2 separate regions of the Anser cygnoides genome follow, and region 1 is linked to region 2. The links are chromatin contacts, called in public Hi-C maps. All regions are on one chromosome and are shown on one strand. The core of a region is the stretch at or near the end of the contact, and the rest is flanking DNA. Distances in the headings are between cores, read along the strand shown.

The links. A called contact is a pair of places that touch in the nucleus more often than the background predicts.
Region 1: a Hi-C map of liver shows a contact between it and region 2, with 15 times the contacts expected there. The contact joins the promoter of PTPN9 here to the enhancer-like site in region 2. A contact is called at or near these places in 2 of 7 Hi-C or Micro-C datasets (both in liver).

Annotation. Positions count from the first base shown.
Region 1 is chr11:13,216,433-13,221,418 of Taihu_goose_T2T_genome, reverse strand. PTPN9 (protein tyrosine phosphatase non-receptor type 9) reads left to right here and starts at 2,620. Exons shown (of 13, transcript XM_048081500.2): 1 at 2,620-2,850. The coding sequence starts at 2,758. SNUPN (snurportin 1) reads left to right here. Exons shown (of 8, transcript XM_067003976.1): 8 at 948-2,036. The coding sequence ends at 1,262.
Region 2 is chr11:12,851,411-12,856,466 of Taihu_goose_T2T_genome, reverse strand. No RefSeq gene overlaps it. Among named protein-coding and RNA genes, the nearest start is that of C11H15orf39, 7.1 kb to the right of the region's middle. Within about 2 kb of position 3,631, at least 1 of the 3 cell types and tissues checked has open chromatin away from gene starts, as enhancers often do. A contact at or near this core is called in liver, where this site is marked.

The DNA of each region.
Region 1 (4,986 bases), core at 1,371-3,870, 370 kb before region 2:
AGGTGGGCACGTGCCTGCGCTTCGCTTGGCCAGGCTCACGGGCACCGAACTCACCTCGACCTGCACGGTCCACCCGTGCCTGGGCTCGCTGCCGGTACGGGTGCCTCTTTGCTGGGGGCTGTGGGCTCCAGGAGGGGCCAGGGAGCATTTGGGGCCTGACAGAGCTTAAAGTGGTGGGCTCTTTTCCTCGCTCGCTCCTGCCCGCTCAGCCACACTTACTCGTAGGGAAATGGCCTCTAAGAGCTCACGAGGCCGAGCTAAAAGGAGCACCACCTCCCAGGCCAGCTGGTCTTGCAGCAGGATCGAACCTCGCAGAGTGCACCCCTGGGAAGCCCAGGGAAAGTGGGGTGAGGAGGCTTGGGCGTGGAGGGGGCGCGGGGAAAACGCCAGCCACGAGAGTTCGGGCCTCAGCCTGCAGAGTCCTGAGTGCCCTTAGCTGTCATTGATCGCTGGACAAGTTCTCTCTCGGGAAGCATTAAGAATTTATTTTGCGTAAGCAAGCTGGAAGAGCTGTAGCAGTGTAACTACGAAGCGGGGCTCCTTGGCGTCACGCGCTCCCGCTAATTACTCTCCCAATGTATTATTTAAAATAAGCCTAATCCAGTAAAATGGCCTTTTTGTGCGCTGCCTCATTCAGAAACTGGGTGGCTTTTCTGTGGAGTGGGATCATAGCAACGAGGGGAAAAGCACTGGTCCGTGCCGCCGCCGGCCTCACAGTGTTTGCCTTCGATGCCTGAAAGCCTTCCAGCGCGTGCTGGGCCTGCGCTGATCTTCCAGGGCAGGAGCTCTGCGGGTTTCCCCTTTCCCTTCCGCTATTTATTGAGGAAAAACGATCCAGCTGGTGGCTTTGGCCGGTGAGTGAGGAGCGGCGCCGCCGTCTGGCGCTCTCATTGACCTGTAAAAGCCTCCAGCTCGGGCTTCTCATCCGCTCTCTCTCCTTTCTGCAGGTCGACGGACTTCTCTTCTACCACAAGCAAACCCACTACACGCCCGGCAGCACGCCGCTGGTGGGCTGGCTCCGGCCTTACATGGTGCCCGAAATCCTGGGGCTCGCCGTGCCCGCCACGTCGCTCACAGCCAAGCCAGACTACGCTGGGCGTCAGCTCCAGCAGATCATCGAGAGCAAGAAGAGTAAAAAGCTGGCAGCGGGGCAGCCGAGGGCTGCTGGGGACGGGCAGTACGAGCTGGAACACTTGTCTACCCCCCAGCCAGCAGCCTCTCCGGAGGGCCGGGAGGAAGCAGTGAGCAGGATGGAGAATTAGGCTGCTGTGGCAGCCTGCTTGGGTGAGGAGGAAGGAAAAGGTTTCTCGCTGCCTTTGAGGGCAGCAAAGGTAATCGTTATAGGATGGCTTTGTGTAAAGGGCACGGAAGTGCTCTCAGAGCCACTTTTTGGCCTCGCAGAAGCGAGGGCCTGAGCAGGATCGTCCGGTTCTGCCCAGGCAGTCACGTGCTGTGAAATAAAATAACCTGTCCCAAGCTGCAGGGCTCCCAGCTCAGCCCCAGCCCCGGCTTCTGTCTGAGGCTCTGGCAAGCCTCCAGGCCAGGACCAGCGCTCGGAGCCGTGGGCTACGGATCCTGCCGCATGGCTCCCGCTCGTGGGGCACGGATCCTGCTGGCAGCCCTGCCTGCGGGGCGCAGGAAGTCACGGGGCGCTGCAGCCTTCTGCTCCAGCTGTTGGCCGAGGCCTTCTCAATGAAAGTTTTGTGGTCAGCCTGCTTCTAGTAACAGAAGTCTGCAGCGGGCTGCTGTGAGTCTGCAGGCAGGGCTTTCCACGCCCACGTGTTACTGAGAAACTCGCTCTCCTTGCATCACAGCTGGCCCTGCCTCTCAGCACAGCGCCGTGCTGCGTGAGCCCCAGCCTGTACTCCGGGCTTTTCTCGGCAGAGGGAGGAAGGAATGATTTCGCTCTCAAAGCTGATTGTGCCAAATAAAAGGCTTCTCAGAAATACGAATTCTTCAGCGTCTCCCTGCTACCTCAGGGAGGAGACACGCTGTGCCTCCCAAAGGGGGATTAAAAAGCTGGTTGCAGCACTGAATGAATTAAAGGGTTTTAATTCTTGGCGCAGCGAGCTGCTCTGGCCCCTACCTGCCCAAGCCCCCTCTCCTGCGTGTCCCTGGGGCTGGTTCACCGTCACGCTCGCTGTCCCCAGGTTGTTTTTGAAGGGGAGATGAAAAAAGCCAGAGCAGGACCACTCTAAATGTGGAGGGGGAGAGGAAAATGGGCAAAAGCCATGGGACTGGGGTATCCTCGTGCAAATGCCTCCCTGTGGCCCCCGAGGAGGGCCCGTGCCCAGGAGGAGATAGCGCCAGCAGGGATGCTGCACGCAGATAGCGGGGCCATTCGCCTTCTGCCCTCACCCCCCCATTTTTCCCAGAAAATGCTCATTTCTGTGCCAAGCACGTGGGCCGCTCGCGATCATCTGACCGTGCCGCCGCTATCGATTACAGCTGCAGGAGCTGTCAGCGCGGCGGGGGGAGAGGGCTGCCCTCTGCTCCCCCTCCACGGGAGGGGAGGAAACGGCCCCCTGGCTCTGGGACCCCTTTCTTGTCGCTCAGATGTGGCCACGGCCCTTTCTGAGCATCGGGTTGTATTTTTAGCCTGCAAAGCGACTGCTCCAGGGGAAAGAGGACAAGCGCCTGGGCCGCCTGGTCCCCAGAGCAGTGCGGAGAGAGGCCCTGGGAGCGGGCGAGCCTCGCCGGGAGGGCAGCGGGGTCTGGGTGCATCCACCCGGTTCTCCTCCCGAGCTGGGCACCAGAATGCTCGATCTGCGCGTCCCTCGGGGAGGAAGGAGCTGGAAGAGCTGCGGCTCGGGTTTCAGGCTCCGTGCTGTCCTTCAGCAAGCTCTCAAGGTCCTCCAGCGAAGGGAAAGGGAGGGGGCCGGAGACGAAAGGCGGCTGAAAGGGGCTGCTGCCTCCAGCCGCCCGCTCTGATCGATGGCGGAGAGCTGGAGGGAAGCAGCCGGCGCTTTCCGCCCGCTCCAGCTGATGCCGCATAGTTTCCCTTTTAAAAGCATGAGCTGAGCCGGAGGGATAAATATTTGCCTTGCGATTCCCGCTGGAAACGAAAGCCTGTGTTTGGAGAGAGGGTGTTAAGCGGAAGCGGCCGGGGCCAGCGCAGTTTGTCGCCGTGACTCTGCTGTTTGCTGGGTGCGAGCCCGCTCCCAGCTGTTCCCTGCCCCGCTCCCGACCGGAGCAGGAGGTGGCACCGGCGGTCACCGAGCCGGGGTCCAAATTTCGGGTTGGGGGGGGGGCCGGGCTGAGCGAGCGGCTCCCCGGGCTCGGGGGGCTCCGGCTGCGGGCCCGGCTGCTTCCCTCTGCCCTTCCTTCCATTTTCTGCGAGCGAGGTGCAGGCTCCCGGGCTGCGGGCAGGGCGCCAGCGCCGCGCTCCGCCGCCCGACAAAATGTCCCCCTGGCCCGGCCGCCGGGGCCCGGAGCCTCGGGGGGGGCAGCGGGACGGGGAGGGCGAGGAGGACGCCTCGGGGGGCAGAGGAGGAGGGAGGGGGGCGAGGGCAGGGCTGGAAAGCCGCCCGCCCGCGGGGAAGGCTCGGGGAGCCGCCGAGGGAGAGGAGGGCGCTGAGGGAGGCCCAGCGGAGGCTGCTCGGCCCTGCGGGGAGGCTGCGGGGAGGCGAGGCGGGGCAAGGGCCCGGCCCCGGGGGGGTCCCGCCGAGCTCCCGGAGGACGCGGGGGGGGCTCCTGCTCCCCTCGCTCCCGCGGCCCCCCTCCGCCCGGGGGGGGCTTCCTGCCCGCCGCCGGCCCCGGCCTCCCCCCGGCCCCCCCCGGCCTCCCCCCGCCCTCCGCGGGGCCGGGGCCGGCGGGGAGGGGGCTGGGGCCGCTTCCTGCCGCCGCCCCCGCCGGGGCAGAGCGGGGCGGGGAGCGGAGCCCGGCCCAGCTTCCCCGGGGCGAGCGAAACTTCCCGGGGCTGCGGCGGATTTCTTCGTGGTTTTTTTTTTTTTTTTTTACCCTTTTTAAAGAAAATCTCTATTTTTATATTTGTATTTATTGCTCATCCCTTACTTTTTCATTCCTTATTTTTTGGTTTCTTATTTTTCCGTCTTTTTCACCTTTCATCTTCATTTTTCCTCTTTCTTTTTCGTTTCCGTTTTTCTTTCCCATTCCCTCCCCGTTTCCCCCCTTCTCCCCGTTCCCTTTTTTTCCCTTTCCCCCCCCCCCGATTTTCCTTTTTCCCCCTCCTCTTCCCTCCCTGCCGTCCCCCGCGGCCACCCCGGGGCGGAGCCTCCCTCCCTCGCCGAGCGTGCGGCCTCGCCCGGAGGCCGGGAGGGGCCGGGGGGTGCCCGCAGCCCCGCCGGCTCCCCGGGGATGGGCTCCGGCGGCCGCCCCGCCGCTTAGCCCGGCTCTGCCCGGCTCTGCCCGGCCCGGCCCGGCTCGGCTCGGCCCGGCCCGGCCGCGCAGCATGGCCGCGGAGCTGAGCGCCGAGGAGGAGCAGGTAGGTCCCCGCCGCGCTGCGCCCCCCCCTTTCTCCGTTTTTTCGGGGTCCCCCCCGGCCGCAGGGCTGGCTTCCCGCGGGCTGCCGCCCCGCCCCGCTTCCCTACGCCCCCTGGACCCCCCTATCCGCACGCTGCCCCCCATCCGGACATCCCCCTGCCCCCCTTCTGCACGCCCCCGAATGCCCGGCCCCCTGCGCCCCAAATCTGCGCAGCCCCCCCATCCTCACACCCCTCGTGCCCCCCGTCTCTGTGCCTTCCATGCACCCGGCCCCATCCCCCCCCATCCCCTCAGCTCCCCAGCTGCATCCCCGCATCCCCCAGGACCCCCATCTGCACCCCCCCATCCCCTTAACTCCCCATCTGCATCCCCCATATCCCCCAGGACCCCAATCTCTACCCCCCCATCCCCTCAGCTCCCCAGCTGTGTCCCCGCATCCCCCAGGACCCCCATCTGCATCCCCCCAGCCCCATGTCTCCCAGGACCCCCATCCCCACCCCCCCATCCCTTTAACTCCCCATCTCCACCCCCCCAACTCCCCAT
Region 2 (5,056 bases), core at 2,382-4,881:
TCTCCGCCGTGCTGATGGTTTGACCCCGAGCGGCAGACAGGCTGCCTTTCGGAGCACGCCTTGCTTCGGGTCGGTGCACCCGGGTGGATGGGAACAGCGCGGTCCCGTCCCGTGCAGAGGGACTGGAGGGCACGAGTCCTGCCGTGTGCGGGCGCACCTGGTAGCTCACAGCGACCGCTTTGTTCTGCCTCGAGTCGCTTACCCTTGCTGCTACAGGTCTAGCCGCAGGAGTGATGTTCTCCTGCCTCCTCCAGACCTTTTCCTACGCCCCGGTGGCTTTGCTTTTTGCCTCCAGCAGCGTTTTGGCCTCTCGGGTGGGGAGAGATGAGAAAGCCGCCCATGTGCCGCGATAGGGACGCGAGGCCGGGCAGACTCCTTGGCACCAGGCGCGCCGATAGCCCTGCTCCAGCGATGACAGCCTCGCAATTAAAACCTGCAGGTGCAGCGTTCTTGCCCTGGCCAGCTGCCTCAGCGGAGAGCCGAAAAAAATTGTTTCCAGGAATAATTGAGCTTAATTAGAAGCTTGAATTCCCCAGGGCCGTGCTGCACAGTGTTTCTGTGCTTGTCTGGAGTCATGCAGGGGCTGGAGTGCACGCGGGCCAGCCGCAGAGGTCCTGCCCTGCTCTGCAGGTACTCCGGGGTCCTTAGCGAAGGCAGAAGATGCTCCGAGCTGTGCGGAGGGGATGAAGAAATACTGAGAGCAAGAAGTCTGCTCCCTGCTAGGTCTCACCCTGGTTTTCTCTTTCATCAGTGGGATGTTGGTTTGCATCATTTCCAGGTGCTTTGGTACTAACTGGTGATTTTGCATGCTCGTTTTAGGGAAATGCTCCATTTCTTTCAGGCCCTGCAGAGGGTTTCGGCTGGGTGACCTCCCCTCGGCCAGCAGAAAACCTTCAGGAAGCCTTAGAGCTGCCCGAGGAGCAGCAGCAACCCCCAGGCATGCAGTCAGCTCGGTTTGCACAGCTCCCCGGGCTGCTTTGCAGCTCTGGAGAAACACAACTCACAAACTCGAGCGCGATAAGGTTGGGGGAAGAAAGAAAACCACGTCAACGCCGAGGAATGCGGCCGGGACAGAGCCCGGTCTGCGGCTGGCAGAGCCCCCAGGCAGGGGGGCTGCTGGTAAAGCCCCCCTGCACCCTCAGCAGGGACCTGGGGGCAGCCCCAGCCCCTGATGGCCGCGAGCCTTTGCACCGAGGGCAGCGCGGTGCCTGTGCCCTGGCCGTGCCGGAACGTGCTGTGCGGTGCCATGTGCCCCGGGGACACATGGACATGGGGTGCGGAGCTCCCGCAGGTGGTGGCCGGGAGCCCTTAGGGCCAAGCCGAGGTGGGGGCAGCAGGGAAAGCCCCGGCCCCCGCCTGCTGCTCTTCTGAGCAGTGACCCTGCTGCGCCTGCCCCGTGACCTGGCTCTTGGCAAACGCGGCCCCTTTATAAAGGCGGCGAGGTTTTGGCCGCTGGCTCTTGCCCTGAAAGCGGAGACGGCAGCAGACGAAGCCGGGGGCTCGCTGTGTCCCCCGGCAGCCCCGGGAAGCCCCTCCTGCCCTTCCCTGCCAGCCATGCTCAGGGGCTTCCCACCCGGGGCTCCTTTCCCTCCGGGGAAGCCACTTTCGGGCTGGGATTTTCCCCGCTGTGACCGAGCCCCGGGGTCCCTGCACCCTGCGTGCGCGGTGCTGCAAGCAGCAGCCTTTTTGCACGGGTGGCACTCGGTGGCCAAGCTCCTGCGGCGCTCCGTGGGCTGTGAGTGTCAGCCCCATGCAGCTGCTGGAGCACCTTCACCCCTGCAGTCAATGAACCCGCGCGCTTGCTTCAGTGGAAAGTCAATATTGACTCTCTGCCGTCGTTTGCATGCGTCGGCACTAAAATTAACAAAAGCAGAACAGAGCCCACGCTTCGTTCCGATGCCAGTTTTGTTGCAGTGATTCTTAAAAACAAAATAAAATGAAGTGGTTGGGCTTACTGACGTTGTGTGCTGGGGGCTGCAGGCACAGGGCAGCCGGGAATTGCTCCCATCCGTGCCCTGGGGCTTGGAGGGAGGATGGAGGTGGGGAGGTGATGTGCTTGTCTCCGTAAGTCACCAACTTATTAACATCCCCCAGCTTTGTCCTCCTTGAAAAAACATCCTTCCCCCAAAGCATCCCCATCCTGACCCCAAAGCACCCCTCTGAGCCCCCCAGGGCACCCCTCTGAGCTGGGCCGCCTCCGTCCCTGCCTTGCCCCCAGCTCCCCGGAGGGGACGCGAGTGCCGGGGCCGGGCAGGGAGCAGCACGGGCCATGGGAACCGGCGGCATCCCTGCGGTTTAGAAACTGGAAATAAAAGCTGAAGCGGTTTGAAGGCTCGGTCTCGAAACAGGGAAGGTGGCGGGGGAGCGGAGAGGAACCAAAACCCGCCTGCGGAGGAACCATCGGGGCAGCGAGGGAGAAGTGAGAGCGGCTGTGATTACTGCAGGCGGCGGTGGGAAGGGTGGCAGTGCTATCTCTGCCTCTTTCACTTCCCTGTCCCAGCGCCTCCTCCTGCCTCCAGCCTTGCTTTTTGCCCCCGTGGCTGCCCAGGGGTGGCCTGGCCCCGGTGCTGTGCTCAGGTGGTGAAATCCTGCAGGTGCGGGGCTTTTAGCACTGGCTCCCTGCTGCTTTCCCTCCCTCGCTTTGCCCTCGCCTTTAAAAGCATCCCTGCTGCCCCTCTGGGGTGCGGAAAGGGGCTGAGGGCTTCCCTCTGAATTAAACCAAAAAAAAAAAAAAAAAAAAAAAATGGTGTAACTGGGGGGGAAAGAAATGCCAGGAAAGGTGAAGCCGCTCCCTGAAAGCCGACCGCTTTCATCCCAGAGGAGCCCCGGGCTCGCGGGGCTGGGCAGGGAGATCACAGACGGCGCCGGGTCGGATGTGCTGGAGCTCCTCCAGCCCTGGCCGGTGCTTAAATAGAAAGGTTACGTACCCGGGGGATTTATTTCATCTTTTAATTGGTTGTTTGTTTACACGGCTCAGGAGCTCTCTGCCAGTGTTTGCTTTGCTGGCTCACTCAGCTCCTGCGACGCCGGGACGTGCTGGGGCTGGATTTCGGCTCCTGCCACGGAGGCGGTGCTGATGGAGACCCCAAAATCTGGGCTTTGGGACACCTCTCTCCTGAGCATCTTCACGGAGGATGGTGCAAAACACCCTCATGTTCTTATAGCCCTTTTCCTTCCAGCGTGGTTGGGAGCCAAGGGATCCTTGCCCGGGCTCAGCACCCCTGCCCGGAGGGGAGGAGGGCAGGGATGCTCCTGGTCCTCCTCCGGAGCCCACACTGCCGGAGCTGACATCAGCAGGGATTTTGGGAGGAGCTGATGGGTGTCTCTGCAGGAACGTGGGCTTCTTTCTGTTGTTTTTGGGGCTGCAGACGTGTTAATGCCTGCTTTGCGCAACCAATCAATTTCTCAACCTTTTCTCTCTGCAAACAGCTGGGGACGGGGGCGGGTTGCTCAACTGGGGACAGGAGAGCCGCCTGCCCTGCCCGCCTCGCTGACCGCACGGGTCTCCCTTCTCCTCTTCTTCCCTCCAGAGCCATGCCTGGGAGCAGATCCTTGTCTTACCCTCCCTTTTTCCCCCTCCTGGCTTGGAGGCGAAGCTCCTCGGGCGCCGTGGCTTACATTGCCCACACTTTGTATTTTATTTGCAGGGGGAGGAAGACGATGGGCACTGCGCCATGCCAAAGGCCAGGCGCCACCCTATGATCATCCCGTGCTTGGTGTCACCAAGCTTTGGTCCGCATGGCCAGACGACAGCAGGCATCGCGTGCTGCATCTCCGTGCCAGCCCCAGGCCACCCGTTGACCTGCTTGAGGAAGGTGCAGGAGATGCTTGGAGCACGCAGGAGGTTGGACCGGCCGACCAGGAAGCCTCCGAGATGGTGCTGCCCTCGGGTACGATGAGGGATGAAGGCTTTGGGGAATTTTCCCCTCTTGCTGCAGGCTGTTGGGGGAAAAAATATATATCGGAAGCTTCCTGGCTGAGCATGGTGGAGTTTTGCGTCAAGACAAAACAAAATGATTGAAAGCCCTCTTGCTTCGTGCCATGGGCTTGGATGGGCTCAACTTCAGCCACGGGACGGGGTTGGTTGGGGCTGGGGCTGGATTTGGCCACCTTGGGGGTAATCGGAGGTGGCACGGCCACCGTCAGCCTTCATCACCACCATCATCATCACGGAGGCACCCGGGGTGGGAACCACCTCTTGGAGAGCTGCCGGAGATGGGAGAGGTGCTGCTTTTTGTGCCGCCGGGGAGCCTGGGGCTGGGATTTACCCACGGCAGCGGCTGCTGGTGAGAGGTCTGGAAAACCCGGGGCCTGCCGCGCCTTGCGCTGGGCTTCCCAAAGCGGAGCAAACCGAGCCCGGCCCATTAATTACCTGCTCGGGGACAAAGTTTGTGGGTTTGGGCTGCCCCCCTCCATGGAAAAAAAAAACAAAAATGCAAATTAGGCAGCCTCGTTAGATGGCGGGACGTGTCTCCTGAGGCTTGCACAGCTCCCTGGGCCTGATGCGCACCAGACTCCTTCCATGTCCTGGCGCCTGCCTCCAAAAGCAAGGTTTTAGTTTTTTTTTTTTTTTCTTATTTTTGTTCCTTCCTCCCCCGTAATCCTATTGATTTTTCCACCCGGCCCTGAGCCTGCACCCACATAGGTGCGTGCTCGGGTTTTGCTAGCATCTGGTCCGTGGCCGACCCTGCCCCAGTTGGCAGCGTGGTGTCCCGCAGGAGCCCTGTTTTCCCTTTGGTGGCTTCTGCCTTATCTCTCCAAGGCTTTTCACCTGGTTTTTACGTCAAAGACACGCTTGGGAGCCGTGTTGCTGGCGTGCCCCAGCAGTTTCAGCCCAGGGCTGCCGGGGATGGAGCCCCCGCAAGCTTTGCTGCTTGCTGGGCGCTCGCCTACGAGGTGGGACATGGGTGGGTGAAGCCTCCCCGCAGGGAACCCCTTCCCTTTCCATAATCACCAACCACAGCATTAAAAAAATAAATAAATAAATAAAAAAGAGAGAGAAAAGAAAAAGCACTCCCTGAAAGCTGAGATCCCCCAAAAGGGGAAAAGATCCCCC